Linked DNA regions of Mus musculus: all the other regions are linked to region 1. A link is a contact called in public HiCAR-type and promoter capture Hi-C data. All regions are on one chromosome and are shown on one strand. The core of a region is the stretch at or near the end of the contact, and the rest is flanking DNA. Distances in the headings are between cores, read along the strand shown. Region 1 holds the start of Atp5k (ATP synthase, H+ transporting, mitochondrial F1F0 complex, subunit E). Region 2 holds the start of Pgam5 (phosphoglycerate mutase family member 5). Region 3 holds the start of Ankle2 (ankyrin repeat and LEM domain containing 2). Region 4 holds the start of Chfr (checkpoint with forkhead and ring finger domains). Region 5 holds the start of AB010352 (cDNA sequence AB010352).

Evidence for each region. Promoter capture Hi-C pulls out the DNA fragments that hold promoters and counts their contacts. HiCAR-type assays count read pairs that join an accessible place to other places.
Region 2: a HiCAR-type map of astrocytes shows a contact between it and region 1, with 7 times the contacts expected there. The contact joins the promoter of Pgam5 here to the promoter of Atp5k in region 1. A contact is called at or near these places in 3 of 39 promoter capture datasets (cranial neural crest, hippocampal neurons and second pharyngeal arch cranial neural crest) and 1 of 115 datasets of contacts at active chromatin or transcription factors (astrocytes).
Region 3: a contact with region 1 is called in a HiCAR-type map of astrocytes, with 9 times the contacts expected there. The contact joins the promoter of Ankle2 here to the promoter of Atp5k in region 1. A contact is called at or near these places in 9 of 39 promoter capture datasets (the 3T3-L1 cell line, cranial neural crest, frontonasal cranial neural crest and 5 more), 3 of 115 datasets of contacts at active chromatin or transcription factors (astrocytes, embryonic forebrain and microglia) and 1 of 9 other capture datasets (liver).
Region 4: a promoter capture Hi-C map of pre-B cells shows a contact between it and region 1. The contact joins the promoter of Chfr here to the promoter of Atp5k in region 1. A contact is called at or near these places in 9 of 39 promoter capture datasets (cranial neural crest, frontonasal cranial neural crest, hippocampal neurons and 5 more), 3 of 115 datasets of contacts at active chromatin or transcription factors (astrocytes, microglia and stem cell-derived neural progenitor cells) and 1 of 9 other capture datasets (liver).
Region 5: a contact with region 1 is called in a promoter capture Hi-C map of pre-B cells, with 5 times the contacts expected there. The contact joins the promoter of AB010352 here to the promoter of Atp5k in region 1. A contact is called at or near these places in 4 of 39 promoter capture datasets (hippocampal neurons, liver, pre-B cells and 1 more).

Annotation. Positions count from the first base shown.
Region 1 is chr5:108,433,066-108,435,744 of GRCm38.p6, forward strand. It overlaps Atp5k (ATP synthase, H+ transporting, mitochondrial F1F0 complex, subunit E), which reads right to left and starts at 1,334. Exons shown (of 4, transcript NM_007507.3): 1 at 1,261-1,334; 2 at 961-1,015; 3 at 666-764; 4 at 181-272. The coding sequence starts at 1,296. The coding sequence ends at 247. It overlaps Gm34319 (a long non-coding RNA gene), which reads left to right and starts at 1,336. Exons shown (of 3, transcript XR_003955776.1): 1 at 1,336-1,458.
Region 2 is chr5:110,268,597-110,271,275 of GRCm38.p6, forward strand. Pgam5 (phosphoglycerate mutase family member 5) reads right to left here and starts at 1,303. Exons shown (of 6, transcript NM_001163538.1): 1 at 1,056-1,303. The coding sequence starts at 1,243.
Region 3 is chr5:110,229,705-110,232,383 of GRCm38.p6, forward strand. Ankle2 (ankyrin repeat and LEM domain containing 2) reads left to right here and starts at 1,300. Exons shown (of 13, transcript NM_001253814.1): 1 at 1,300-1,719. The coding sequence starts at 1,533.
Region 4 is chr5:110,134,500-110,137,178 of GRCm38.p6, forward strand. It overlaps Chfr (checkpoint with forkhead and ring finger domains), which reads left to right and starts at 1,331. Exons shown (of 18, transcript NM_001289577.1): 1 at 1,331-1,435; 2 at 1,552-1,695. The coding sequence starts at 1,563.
Region 5 is chr5:109,865,370-109,868,048 of GRCm38.p6, forward strand. It overlaps AB010352 (cDNA sequence AB010352), which reads left to right and starts at 1,342. Exons shown (of 4, transcript NM_001378279.1): 1 at 1,342-1,443. The coding sequence starts at 1,441. Gm35089 (a long non-coding RNA gene) reads right to left here and starts at 1,251. Exons shown (of 3, transcript XR_389508.4): 1 at 954-1,251.

The sequences.
Region 1 (2,679 bases), core at 84-2,583:
TACCACTGCACCTTCACATGCCCCAGCACTTCTCGCTTTGTCTGTGTGTCTGGTAATGATCATTAATTCCTTTGAAACTCCACCCACTGCACCCCACCCCCGACCCTCCCTACCCAAGGAAAAGCCAGGATGCAACCACAGAGCCGGTACCTAGAAGCAAACAGTAAAGAGAGAGGAAGCCACAGCATCACACAATGAAGCTTTATTCGTTCTCAACGACTAGAGAAAAGCAAGCTCGCTGACGCCTCACTTGAGAATGCTGTCATCTTGAGCTGAAAAGTGAGAAGAGACCATGTCAAACATTATACAGACTTGGGCCACCTTACGGGGACTTGGGCTTTAAACAATCAAGAATCTAATTCCAAGAGAACCCTAACTTCATTACTAAAACCATCCTTTGCATCCCCAACTGCCTTCTCCATCTGACTGGAATCCACAGGAAGTCAACACAGAGGGGTCAGAGAGCCTGCTCAGCAGTAACCTCTCGAAAGGCAATTTGCAGATGCTACCCAAGAGAAGGGGCAGTATGCCTCTCACACTCCACTGGGCTCCACGGAGGACAGCACTGGACAAAACAGTCATGGGATGAGAGGCAGCCCCTGGTCCACTAAGCAGCAGCTACTTCCAGAAAACTCGGGGGTGTTGGGAGAGGCTAAAAGCCATACCTTCCGCCAGTTCTCTCTCAATCCGTTTCAACTCATCTAGTCTCTTCTTTTCCTCCGCTGCTATTCTCCTCTCCTCCTCTGCCCGGGGTTTTAGGTAACCTGGGGGGGAGTGGAAGCAATTAACTTCTCTGAAAATGCTGCTTCGTGAAAAAGCCGACTCCAAAATCTCCAGATAGCTGTTCCCACCTGCCCCCCTCTAGGGCCTGGCATCATCTCCCTCCCAAGGAACTGCAGGCTCGAGCAGTGTCACACAGCCTTTCACCCGGAATCCCGTTCTCCCGGTCCCCAAACTCACTGTAGCGCTTGGCGCCGTATGCCATGCCGATGATCAGAGCGGAGTACCGGCCGAACTGCAGAAGAAAACATTATAGTAGAAGGCACACCGAGGGAACAAGGGGATCGCAGGGGTCGGACATCGAGGAGTACTGGGAGAGGGAGTACGGGGCGGGTGTGTGTGCAAGGGTTGCAGGGCCGGGATTGCTCGAGACCACAGCCAGCAGTCCCAAGGGTGGGCAATGCTAAGTCACGGGAGGGGAGGGGAAAGGGGGCATAGAGGAGCTTTGAGCACCGCGCAACAACGGGGATGAGGATTCACCTTGATGAGTGGAGAGACCTGAACCGGGGGCACCATTTTGTCCGTGACCTTCGCGCCGGAAGCTCAACTGAGGCGGAAGACAGAGAATGAAAGCCGCCTCCTGAAGCCAGAAAGGCGCATGCGCCGCAGTGAAAGCGCTGCCCCCTAGCGACTGGAGGATAGCCGAGCGTTCCCACGGGGCTGGTTACTACTCTCCAGGTAGGAAGTCTAGGCTGTTAGTGTAAGCTGGCTTCAAAAGGGTGGTGACACAGAGCCTCGTTACTTCAGCACCGGCGTGTAATGACTGACCAGCCCTGGAATCTGTCGCCCACCTGTTGTGGACTGGAGCACGCAAACAATCCCTTTATCTCTTGGAACAGACGAGCACACCTGGCCGACTCCAGCGGCCCATTGGGTGCGGTGGGTTTGGGCATGAGATTACAGAACTTGTATTGGCCCTTCCTGAGAGGTCAGCAACCTTCCAGGGCTTTCCTGCAATTTCCGGCATTGGACACATATGTCCTCCGACCAGTGTTTTCTCGCCCAGAGCTCCTAATTTCCATTGGGCTTTACAGGTAATGTTCATCCAAATGAGGCTAACCCCTGCATCTCCCTGCCCACACTCTCAGGACTACAGATCCTGAGTCCTATTGACCTCCTTTTCAGGCCTCATAGAGACTGACCATGGAGCACCCAGATTGCCAAACTTACCTTTCTGCAGTCCATGTCCCCAGAGTGGGTACCTCTCTAGCAGCCATGTCGGTCTAGACCAACCCTTTGTGATCCCTTTGGCAAACACTTATCTCCAAAAGTATTTACATTATGACCCATAACAGTAGCAAGATTACAGTTATAAAGTAGCAATGAAAATAATGTTATGTATGGGGAGGGTCACATAAGGAGCTGTATTAAAGGGTCACAGCATTAGGAAAGTTGAGCATCATTGGCCTGGGATGGGGCAAGATGGAGACAAGGTGATTATCAGCTGTGTCTATTGGCAAGCATCTTTGTGTACATCTGTCATAGTATAGATTGTAGCCACCCACTGAATGGCTGGCTTTACCCCAATGCCCCATAGTGACTTGAAATCTTCCTAAGGCTGTTGATTGAACCAGCCTCCTCAGTTTTGCATTGCACCAGGGCTTGGAAAGGTACACAGTCTGTAGGGATGGGGTATCTTTTCCTGACTCTTTATAGTCCATACTTATAAAGAGAACATAATTATGAATATAAAGTGGATAAAATGCAGCAATGAAAACTGCAGGACTCATAATAGGTACCCAGCTCTCCGGGGCCATCAGAAGAGGAACCATTGCCCTAGGCTCTGGAACTTTGCCTACATTTGATCTGGAGTCAAAGCCCTAGTTCTTCTCTGTTAGAATCCTAGAAATGTTCCTAAACTGAGACGAGAATTACCCAGGCCATGTGCCACAGGTGCTC
Region 2 (2,679 bases), core at 53-2,552, 1.8 Mb after region 1:
ATGTTGAGGACTGTAGTTAGTGGAGTGGACGTAGGAGCCGAAGAAACTGAAGCTACTCAGTTAAATGTAGGAGGCAGGAATAGGACAAGTCAGAGCTGCCCAAATTAACACAATGGTGGAAGAGGAAGGTCTGGAAAGGGTGGTGGTGGCGGCTCAAGCATGATCTGAGCAGGCTAACCTGGGGTGTTAGTCCCATATACAGACCAGGCCAAAGTCTTGCTGCAGCTACAGGGCCGTGTGTGGGGCTGGACCAGACAAAATTTGGAGACGACTGTCAGAGAGGAAGGCATACCAGAAAGAAACCAAGTGGATATGCCCCTTTTAGTCCCTTCCGGCACTTGTTGATCCATCTGTCATGCATCCTTCCCCACCTAACAAGGCCACTGTACCAATCCATCCACGTAAGCAGACACAGCAAGCAAATATGAAACATTTAAAATCAGGTCATTTCTTTTTTCTTTCTTTCTTTTTTTTTTTTTTTTTTTTTTGAGACAAGGTGTTTCTATATAGCCCAGAATTCAGAGTTCTGCCTGCCTCTGACTCCCAGTGCTGGGATTAAAGCTGCATGCCACTCGCTATACATGCCACTGTACCCGGCTTCCATGGGTAACCCAACCCTTGGCTCTACTTCACGCACGGGTTCTCTGGCCTCTGAAGGGATAGCATGCTTGCAGTCCCAATCTTCCCCAAGCTGCAGGAGGAGAATTTGTGAGGCAAACCTGGCTGTCTATCAAGACCCTGACTCTGAGTAAGACTTAATCCTTTGGAATTTCAGGCCCACAGAGGATGGTGGTCCTGGGACAAAGACCTGGTGCACTGTCTCTGAACAAGGACTCTTCGAGTATGGGGTCCGGGCGGTTAGAGGTCCCTCAGAGAGACGGGTGGCCCAGGCGCGAAGACCTTCGGGAGGTGCGCCATCCAGGCACTGCCACCGATTCACACAAACTCAAGACCCACTAGCACGCAGCGTCCCCTTCCCTTCAGAGCACCGATCTCCGCCATCCCGGGATGGAGGTGAGGAAGCAGGGCCGAGCCCAAACCTCCCGTCCCCGCACCTGTCCCAGTTGGTGTCCCAGACGCCGCGCCCGGCTCGCGCTCCTGTCCAGGCCGGCGGCTCGGTCGCGCGCGTGTCTGCATCCCCGCCACCTCGCGGCTTCCCTACCGCGACCGCCGAGAAGAGAACAGCGGCCGAGCCACCGGCCAGACCACAGGCCGCCAGCTGAAGCGCCTGCCGGAAAGCCATGCCGCAAATCGCGCGACCTGACGGCGGGACGCCAGGAGCAGACTTCCGCTTCCGGCTGGTGGAAGTCCCGCCCCTTCCCCCCCCCCCGACGAATCAGGAAACGCGGCCCAGGGCGCCACCTGCCGGTGGTCGCAGGGTAGCAGGCGCAGATGCCTGCCCTTTAGTGGGTGGAAATCAGGCACTGGGGTTTATTTATTTATTTTATTTTATTTTTTTGGTTTTTCGAGACAGGGTTTCTCAGTGTAGCCCTGGCTGTCCTGGAACTCACTCTGTAGACCAGGCTGGCCTCGAACTCAGAAATCTGCCTGCAGGCACTGGGTTTATATGAATTGAAAAACCTCAAGTTTGGCACTTCAATTTGAAGTTTTTATGTTTTCATTTGTAATCTTTAAGTGTATGCATACTCTCAACTTTCACCTCCTGAATTCTTTCCATTTTTTTCCCTAAGAACCTTCTTCATTCAACTATCAACCCTCCATTCCCCACCCCTAGTCCCTGGCACCTACCATCGCGCCTCCAAGTTTTACCGCTCTAGTTGCTTTTGACCAATTGACCGGGTCCTTCTGTGTAGGAAAGGTGTCCACCTGCTCTTCCAGGGCCATTGTACCCAAGGCCTAGGGACTAGACTGGCAGGCCCACGGACTTACAGCTCCAGGCTTGGGCTTTAACTACCAAGCGGCCCAGCACTTGGCAGCTGTTATAATTTTCATCTTTGAGCAACAATGAACAGCAGCAGGCATTTGGTAATATTACTGCTCCTGAATGAACCTCTAACCTCAGACATTCTCAGAACCCTTGGCCTTCCACAATGGCTAAGGCGGTCCTTTGGCTAGACAGCTCCCTAAAAGTCTTAGCAACAGGATCTGTTTTTTCCACAGCCTTCTTTCACCTCAGCTCTCTATTCTCTCTAGCCTCAGCCTTTTGGTGTTCCTAGCTCAGCCTACCCTACTATTGATAAAAATAAATTAAATTTTTTTTACAAAAACCCTCTAAGGCCTGACATACCAAAAAAAAAAAGGATACAGAGGCTGTATTTCACACTGACTGAAACGTGAGTTTCAGTCGGCTTATATATAAAGAGAAAAGGGTGTTATGGCAAGGGTCTTAGCCCCAATCCTGGCAGTCCTTCATGCACGTTTGAATCAATCGCAGGTTTTCTGCAGAGCCACCAAGGGAGAGCCTCCCCCTGGCCTGGATGAGACGATTGCAAGGTCATCAGAGTTCACTACCATGCTGTCTTGCTCAGTGTCGGTGGAGGCTGTCTGGACAGATCATGACTGGAGCAAGTCTTCCACGGAGGTTCTGGTGGCCCATATGACTGCAGAGGTGTCTGCCCAGTGAGCCCCAATATCTAAACTGGCTGCCAGGAGGGCAGTGTGGCTAGTTGTCCTTAAGAGGCTGCTTTCCTGACAGGACCTCAGCCAGGCACCAGAGCA
Region 3 (2,679 bases), core at 50-2,549, 1.8 Mb after region 1:
TCAGGACCTCTGGAAGAGCAGTCAGTGATCTTAACCGCTGAGCCATCTTTTCAGCCCCCCACCCCACATGGTCTCTTTAAATAAACACAATTATGAAGCAAAAGACAAAACATTAAAAGTTGTTCTCCACTGCTCTATGACATATTCCTGTACCTGTTTCTTTAAGGAATTAATACTACTTTACCCATCTGCCTATAATTAAATTTAACTTATTTATCTTGGTTTTTTTGAGACAAGGTTTTGCTACTTAGTCTTGGATGCCTCTTGGGCTGGATCTATAGACCAGGGTGGCCTCGAACACAGATATCCACATGCTTCTGTCTGGAATTAAAGATGTGCACCACCACGCCCAGCTAAATACTGAAATACATCTAAATTAGCTTTCTAATCCTGGGGCTATAAAAATAACTGGAAATTCATCTTAGCATTTCTCAAGTCATCTAGTTTGGCTTCCCTGAGACTGTTCTGAGGAGTAAGTAACATCTTTAACTGAAGATATGACCTGAAGGGTATGTATATCTGACTCTTGGCTGGTAACCTGTAAATTGAACGTGTCGGGGCCTCCACTCAGGCCTTTTTAGGCCATTCCTCAGGCCACCCTCTCCGGATAGTGAGAATTGGTCTTACCAAGTTCTCACTGGCAGGAGGTAGGATACACATTTGAACAGAACAGGCCTCCATCCTCCACTCTGCCTTCTAAAGACCACTCAGAGTACATGTGAGAAGCCTCTACACCATCACGGGCTTCCATAGCTCATGATCTGTGGGCAGAAATTAATGTGACATGCTTGTAATCACATTTCTGCGAGCTCAAGGAGGCAGATCTCCAGCATAAGGCCAGTTTGGGGATATATAGTTAAGACTCAAAAAAGAAAAACAAAGGTTAGAAAAGGACTTCAAAAATTAAAATCAGCAGCCTGGCATGGTGGCTCACATCTTTAATCCCAGTGCTAGGTAGGCTTTCGCGTTATCCGTCGGAATGGTATAGGCATTCTGCCTGTATTCCAGAGAAAATCTTCATTAACAACAGGAGGCAGAGCTGGGCTTTCTGGCCGCCGTATTCATCCTCAGCCCCTATCAGTCAAGCACTATGGCCCCAGCTCTGCTGGCTTCGGGATGACACACAGTCTGGGTGACCCAGGAGCCCGCTCGCGCTCTCCAGCAGCGACAACTCGGGGCGGCGCACCTGAAGAGCGAGCCGCGCCAGGCAGCGCGCCGAGTCCGACTCAGGACCCCGACCAAGCTGCCCGCGCCACTGCCGGGCTGCGCTCGCGTTAATCAGGACCCCGGGCTGCCTCCGGAGCCGCCTGAGGCTGCGTTCCGGGCCGCGTTCTAGCCTGATCGTTGGGAAACGGGACGGCCCGCACTGCGCGCGCAGCCCGCCTGGTCTAACCACGGCCGGGCGGAGGAGGAGGCTTGGGGCAGGCGCGACTCCCGTGGCGAGGCGAGCGGTCTTCTGAGGGCCGGAGGCGGGAGCGACGCGGGCTGCATTTGCAGCGGCCGCGCTCAAGGCCTCGGCGCCGGCGGTGGCGATGCTGTGGCAGCGGCTGGCTGTGGTGGAGTGGGCGGCCCTGGCCTGGGAGCTCCTGGGCGCCTCGGTGCTGTTCATCGCCGTGCGCTGGCTGGTCCGCCGGCTAGAGAAGCGGCCGCGGGACCTGAACCGTTGCGGGACGCTCTCCTCTCCGCCCAGCGCGTCTGAAGCGGTGGCCGCACAGCCAGGTAAGGCAGCGTCAGTCGTGGGAGGAAAACCTCACTCTCCACGCCCCCTGGATACGGTAAGACCCTATCGCGGATATTTTGGAAACTTTTGATGAGAACCCACAGCCCTGTTAGCACTTCTTCTCTCCACCTCTCTAAACTGTAATCCCATGTTTACGAGGTATGTGTTTTGTTTTTGTTTTGTTTTTTAAGATTTCTTTAGAATTTTTTAAATTTATTTTTAAGATTTACTTATTTTATGTCTATGAGTATACACTGTAGCTGTGCAGATAGTTGTGAGCCTTCATCTGGTTGTTGGGAATTGAATTTAGGACCTCTGTTCGCTCGGGTCAACCCTGCTCGCTCACTCCGATCGGCCCCCCGCCCAAAGATTTATTTATTGTTATAAATAAGTACACTGTAGCTGTCTTCAGACGCACCAGAAGAGGGCGTCAGGTCTCTTGTTGTGAGCTACCATGTGGTTGTGAGATTTGAACTCAGGACCTTCGGAAAGAGCAGTCGGTGTGCTCTTTCACCAGCCCGAGGTATGTGTTCGTATGAAGCCACTTTTCACTAACGCTCACTTTCTCCTAAATCTAGTTCTTAGTGGAAGATGAAAAGTAATTCTTCTAGAAGGAAAATGACATTTTAAGCCATTAACTCAACTTTAGAACTTTAGAGATAACCCAACCCTAACAAGATCTTACGGGTAACAGAGGCTCCATTTGCTACTATGAACTTAAACACAATTTCATTTTTTAATTACTTAGGGCTGGGTATAAAACTCAAGGCGTGGCACATCTTGACAAGTCTTCTACCACTGACATACATATCAACCCTTTCTTAGCAGTCGTTGGTTTCTTGGGGGTTTTGTTTTCGTGTTTTTGTTTTTGTTTGTTTGTTTTTTGCTTAAGAAATGGGAACAGGAAGGTCAGGGTAATGCTGGTTATTTTTACATGGCCGTGGAGAAATGAAATGTTT
Region 4 (2,679 bases), core at 81-2,580, 1.7 Mb after region 1:
AGTGGCCGAGTAAAGTTTAAGTTCCTAAGGCCTATTGGGAATTGACATCCTACTTGGCAGAAAGAAATATGTACATGGGTACTGTGACAAGTTAGGACATGAATGTTAGGTAAGTCAAGTCCCTGCAAGTTGAGTACCCAGATCAATGGGAGCAGGGTACATATACAACAAAGACAAGTTCCTAAGTAAACCCTCTATCCCTAAATCCTGATTGGTGGAATAATTTAGCACAGATGTTTGTGGATTTTAGGCTTAAAAACTCTATATAATCTTAACTGGGGGGTGGGGGTGAGGGTCACAGTTCAGTTCCCAAATGTGAACAGTGGCCCAGCCAATCACATTAGAGATTACCTAATATCCACCCCCCAATAAGAAGGCCCACACACCCTTGACTGCGGACACCATTTCAAAAAATGTGACCCACATACTGCTTGTTTCTTCAGAATAAACGCTCTTTGTCTTTGCATATTATCTATGTCTGGGGTCTTCTTCGGCGATTTTCAGACCGGTACAAATCCATGTTCCCGGAGGCAGCCACTGCTACTTTTATATCCTTTCAAAAGTATTTGAGTAAATCTTTGTAGACATAGGCAAAGACGCATTTCCACATATATTTACAAATGTGTCTGTGTATGTGTTTTCTTTTTACAAAACAAACAAACAAACAAACAAACAAACAAACAGATGTTTAATACTTTTTTGAAGCTGTTCACCAGCAAAGACATTACTCCGAGCTGCTCAAGAACCACTGTGTGTGGACTTTGCTTCTCTGTCTTCAGTGACTTTCTTCCAGGGCATTGTTTTTGCCAGTGTTTCTCTCTCACCGGGGGGTCACCAACATGCTTGTAGCATACAACTCGGGAATGACACAAGATCCTAAGAAACAGGATTTAAAGATACCGCAAATCAGCCCTCAGAGACGAGTTACCTGTTTCTATTCTAATTGACATCTTAAATTATGCTCCTTGCGAAGGGCTGGCCCACTGTACCAAGCTTTCACATTTTGTAATCTGACGTGTGAAAATAGCACCTTATCTCGGAATTACAAGTGAGGTTTTAAGGACCTTCCGATCTATAAGTTACTCGGTCTTTTTTTTTTTTTGGCCCGAATCTAACATGGTGCCCTCCACAGCTACTTCCGTGCTTTTGCAGGAAGGTAAGTGCGCCTGCCTGCCAGCATCAAAGATGGCAACAAGGTGCACATTCTCTCATCTGCGCAGGCTCCGATCGCTCCGCCCCGCCCCCTCCGGATAGCCTTTTCTGGCACCGCTCTAGCCGTCGCTCTCGGTGGGCACGGCCGCCAGCCAATCACAGGGCGTACCGCTCTGCTCCCCTCCCCCTCGCCTCCCGTGGATCAGCTGGGGTACCCGAGATGTCTGTTGACAGCGGTGGCGGCGACTGTAAGGCCGGTTCCGGGATCCGCGCAGGGCGTGGGGTAAGCTGGCCGGCGGGTGGGGTCCTGGCTGGGGAGGCAGGCGGCGGCCAGGCTATAGCAGCGGTGCTGAGCGTTTTTTAAGTAGTCCCTGAGCCGGCGTTTCTGGGTCTCTGTAGATGTGAGTCCTATGGAGCTACACGGGGAAGAGCAGCCGCCGCCGCCGCAGGAACCCTGGGGGAGGCTTCTTCGTCTAGGCGCAGAGGAGGACGAACCCCAGATCCTTCTTTGGAAACGCGAGTGGACCATCGGAAGGAGGAGAGGTGCGGTGGCCAGAGTGGAGTGAGGACGAGGATAAAGGCTAAAGGGGTAGACAGGGATGAAGCATAGGGACCTAAAGTGGGTACCCAACTGAGAGGAGACCGAGGGCCTAGAACAGGATCGAAGACCTAGTCAGAGTGGGTTTAGATGGGGAAACCGACAGGGGGTTTGAAGTGGGAAAAGTACCCGGCTGGCGATACAGAAGCTACTGGAATTCGGGGGGTGTGTGTGTGTGCACTGTTTTTCAACCCCCCCCCCCCCCCATAAAATGGGCTTATTTATTTGTGCAGTTGCTCTTCTGGATGCTTGATGATGGATATCAGTCAGTTCTCAGTACAACTTTGTGAAATAGATCTGTAAATATATCCTTCGAAATACGATCTTGTCCTCATTACTGTACACTTCTCTTTCTCAATGAAATGCAATTAGAAATTATTAACAAAAGGAAAACTGAAAAAAGGTATGTAGAAATTTGACACCACTGTTAAAAGGTTGACGGGTGAAAAAAAATAAACCACAGGGACTTTAGAAAAAATGTTTTGTGACAAATGAGAACAAAGAATATGCTGGAAGACTAGGACACTGTTAAACCAGTGCTCTGAGGGCAACTTATAATGGCAGGGTTTCTATTTGAAAAGATCTCAAAGTCCCAGGAAATAGAATAATTTATTTAATGAACTTAGGAAACTGAGAATTTGAACAAAGTTATACACAGATCCCAACATCGATTGCTTTGGGTCAAGGACATACATTTCTTTTTTTCGTTTGTTTTTGTTTTTGTTTTTTTTGGGGGGGCGGTTATGAGGCAGGGTTTCTATGTATAGCCTTGGCTGTCCTGGAACTCACTCTGTAGACCAGGCTGGCCTCAAGCTCAGAAATCCACCTGCCTGTGCCTCCCGAGTGCTGGGATTAGGACATAGATTTCTATAACTTGTGTCCACCTTATTTTGCTAGGAGGATTGATAAAATCTTACATGAACTGCTTG
Region 5 (2,679 bases), core at 92-2,591, 1.4 Mb after region 1:
TTCTATACAAACATGGGTTTAATTTATTTAGCATTAAAAAGGTAGAAGCCTTTTCTTTCTCTATGTAATAAAGATTGGAACACATTTTTTTTTTTTTCATCCAGATTGAGTGAATCCTTGCTGCGCCCATGCTTGGTCTTTTGCTCCATATGCATATGTAAGTATGGATGTGTGTGTAAGTATAAAATTGTGAGAATGTCTGCTTGTGTGTGTGTAAGTATGTAATTGTGAGAATGCATGAAAGCTGGGCCCAGCTGGGTTTGAATAAAAATGAATAAATGAGCATGAATGAAGCTCAATATGAATTTATGTGAGATTATGCATATTTGCTTATGTAAAAGTTTTTCCTTCTTAGAGTGTTATTCTCTTCTCCTGGTTCAATAGAAGTCTACTGCTCCAAACTCCCTCCCAGCAGGAGGCATCTGGACAATAGGGCAAAGGGTCTAGCAATTAATCCTTTACTTAATCTCCTGCTGTTTTAGGATGAGGTGCTGAGTGCCAGAAACTGTGATTTCTGGCCTCAGAGGATCACAGAAGGCAGGTCAGCTACAACAGCATAGTAACTTAGACTTAGATAAGTAAACATTTTATTATACAGCAACCCTAAATTTTCGGTGAGACAAAGTCTTACCCTAGAATCTCAAAAGACAAAAGTCTTTCCCTCAGCCTACTCTTCCCCCTCCGCTTCCTCAATAAGACCAAAACCAAAAAAGAAGAAACACCCCACGCTGGGGCTGGCCCACTGCATAACTGCATCCTTTTAAACTGATTATTAAGATTGAAGCAAAAATAAATTACACTATGACTATAACAAACCAGAAATTAATAAGCCTATTAATTTCTATAAACTATTGTTTCCCCAAATCTCTCTTTAATTGTTAATACCCTTCCGCTTATGGGACAGATTGATAACTCCCCTGCAAGTTGAGTAATGGGCTATGCAAGCTCCCTACCTTGATTCAAGGAGGAAGAAGGCAAACAGCCTACTGAGGGAAGCTGTGGCTGAAGTTAGGCCCTGGTGATGACAGGGTCACTGCCCACCTAGGGGAGGAGCAAGCGGCTGAGCAGTGGCAGGTGGAGTGGTGGGGCTTCCCTGCGGTTGCGCGGGGAGACAGATGGGTAGGATATCTGAGGACTCGCACTAGTACTACAGAAATGCAGATCCCCGTAGATCTGGAAGAGGTTGGGCCCTGGACAGAAGCTTGGGCTGAGAACCTCTACACTGTGTACCTTCAGCACACTCTAACCCTAGGGGAGGTACTCGCGTCACTCAAGACTTACTGGCCAATCAGAGCCTTTAGGCGAACCTGCCAGTCAGAAGGGAAGGCGGGGTTTCCGGGTGCCTTGGTGCCGGTTTCGCTTAGTAGCTGAGCAGGCTGTGCTCTCTGTCCTGCCGCTGGATGCTGTGGAGGGTGTTAAGGCAAGCTTCGAAGTTGCGACATGGTGAGTACAAGGTCACTGAAAACAATGGGGAGAAGCAGGGGTCTGAGCAGCGCGAGCTGCTGCGGTGGGTCTTTCCCGGGACTCAGTGGGAATCTGCAACCATGTGTGAGGTCCCCTGAGGTCCTAGCCACTCGCGGGACCCAGCTATAGCCTCTGAATAACTTCACTGTGTGGGATGCATCTGTGCAGAGCATTTGGCCTGTGTGTAGAAAGATCTTTGGCTTGATCCCAAACTCAGAGAGTCCTAGTTTCTACAAGTTCTGTTGTTAGCATTTGACATTAAGGTGGACAATCCATTTGGAGTTAATTTTGTGGAGGTTGTGTGCTGGGTAGCAATCCAATATCAAGCTGTGATGTAAAAGTGCAGGATTGATGATGTAAAGGATTTACTAAAGCTTAGCGGATAGTAAGGCACTCCAAGTAGAATTTAGCTGAGGGTGCACTGCATGTAACACATCCCACAGATAAGTAATGTGCTAACCAGGGCATTTAGAGTATAGGTTACTAGGATACACATGCTTGTTCACCAGGATTGCCCAGATATATGGTTCCAAACCATAACAAAGGAAACAAACTTGATTTACAGCAAGCATCTAGGCCCATCTCCATATCAAAGAGCAGGCCTCTAACCAGCTGCTCAATGAGGCATTACAGGATCACAATCTACAGTAAGGCCTGGTGTGCCATAAAGGTTCTGTTTTCTTCTTGAGAAAAGCATAGTTCTGACACATTGGCAAGATGACACATAGTGACAGCCATGTGAAAGGGGGAAAAAGAAAAGAGAAGAAAACTTTTGTATTATTGAGTACTGGCCTGATCAAGCTGTAATTTCCCTGAGGTCCCCATGTCTGGAGCAGGACACAGCTCCTTCTGAAACCCAGGAACATGCTTGGCTGAGCCAGTCACAGCCTGGGGCCTACTCAACTGGGTCCTTGGGAGCTTACCCTGAGGCCCTGGGTATAGAGATAAAACCAGGGCCTTTTCTAAAATCAGGAATACACTTGGGAGAGCTGGTAATGGTCTGGGCCCAGGGCCTTTGGGAGGAGTTGAATCAGATTCTGAGAGCACAACTTCCCACCATATGGGGCTGTGGTTATCAGTTCCAAGGCCACTAGAAGTTTGGTCAGAAATGTTTTTGAGAAACCCTGAGTTGTCCCTTGTGCAGCAGTGTTTGATTAGCCTTCTCCTGAGTGTGTCCCATTGTCTGATGTTTCTGTAAACTTCATACTTTCTTCA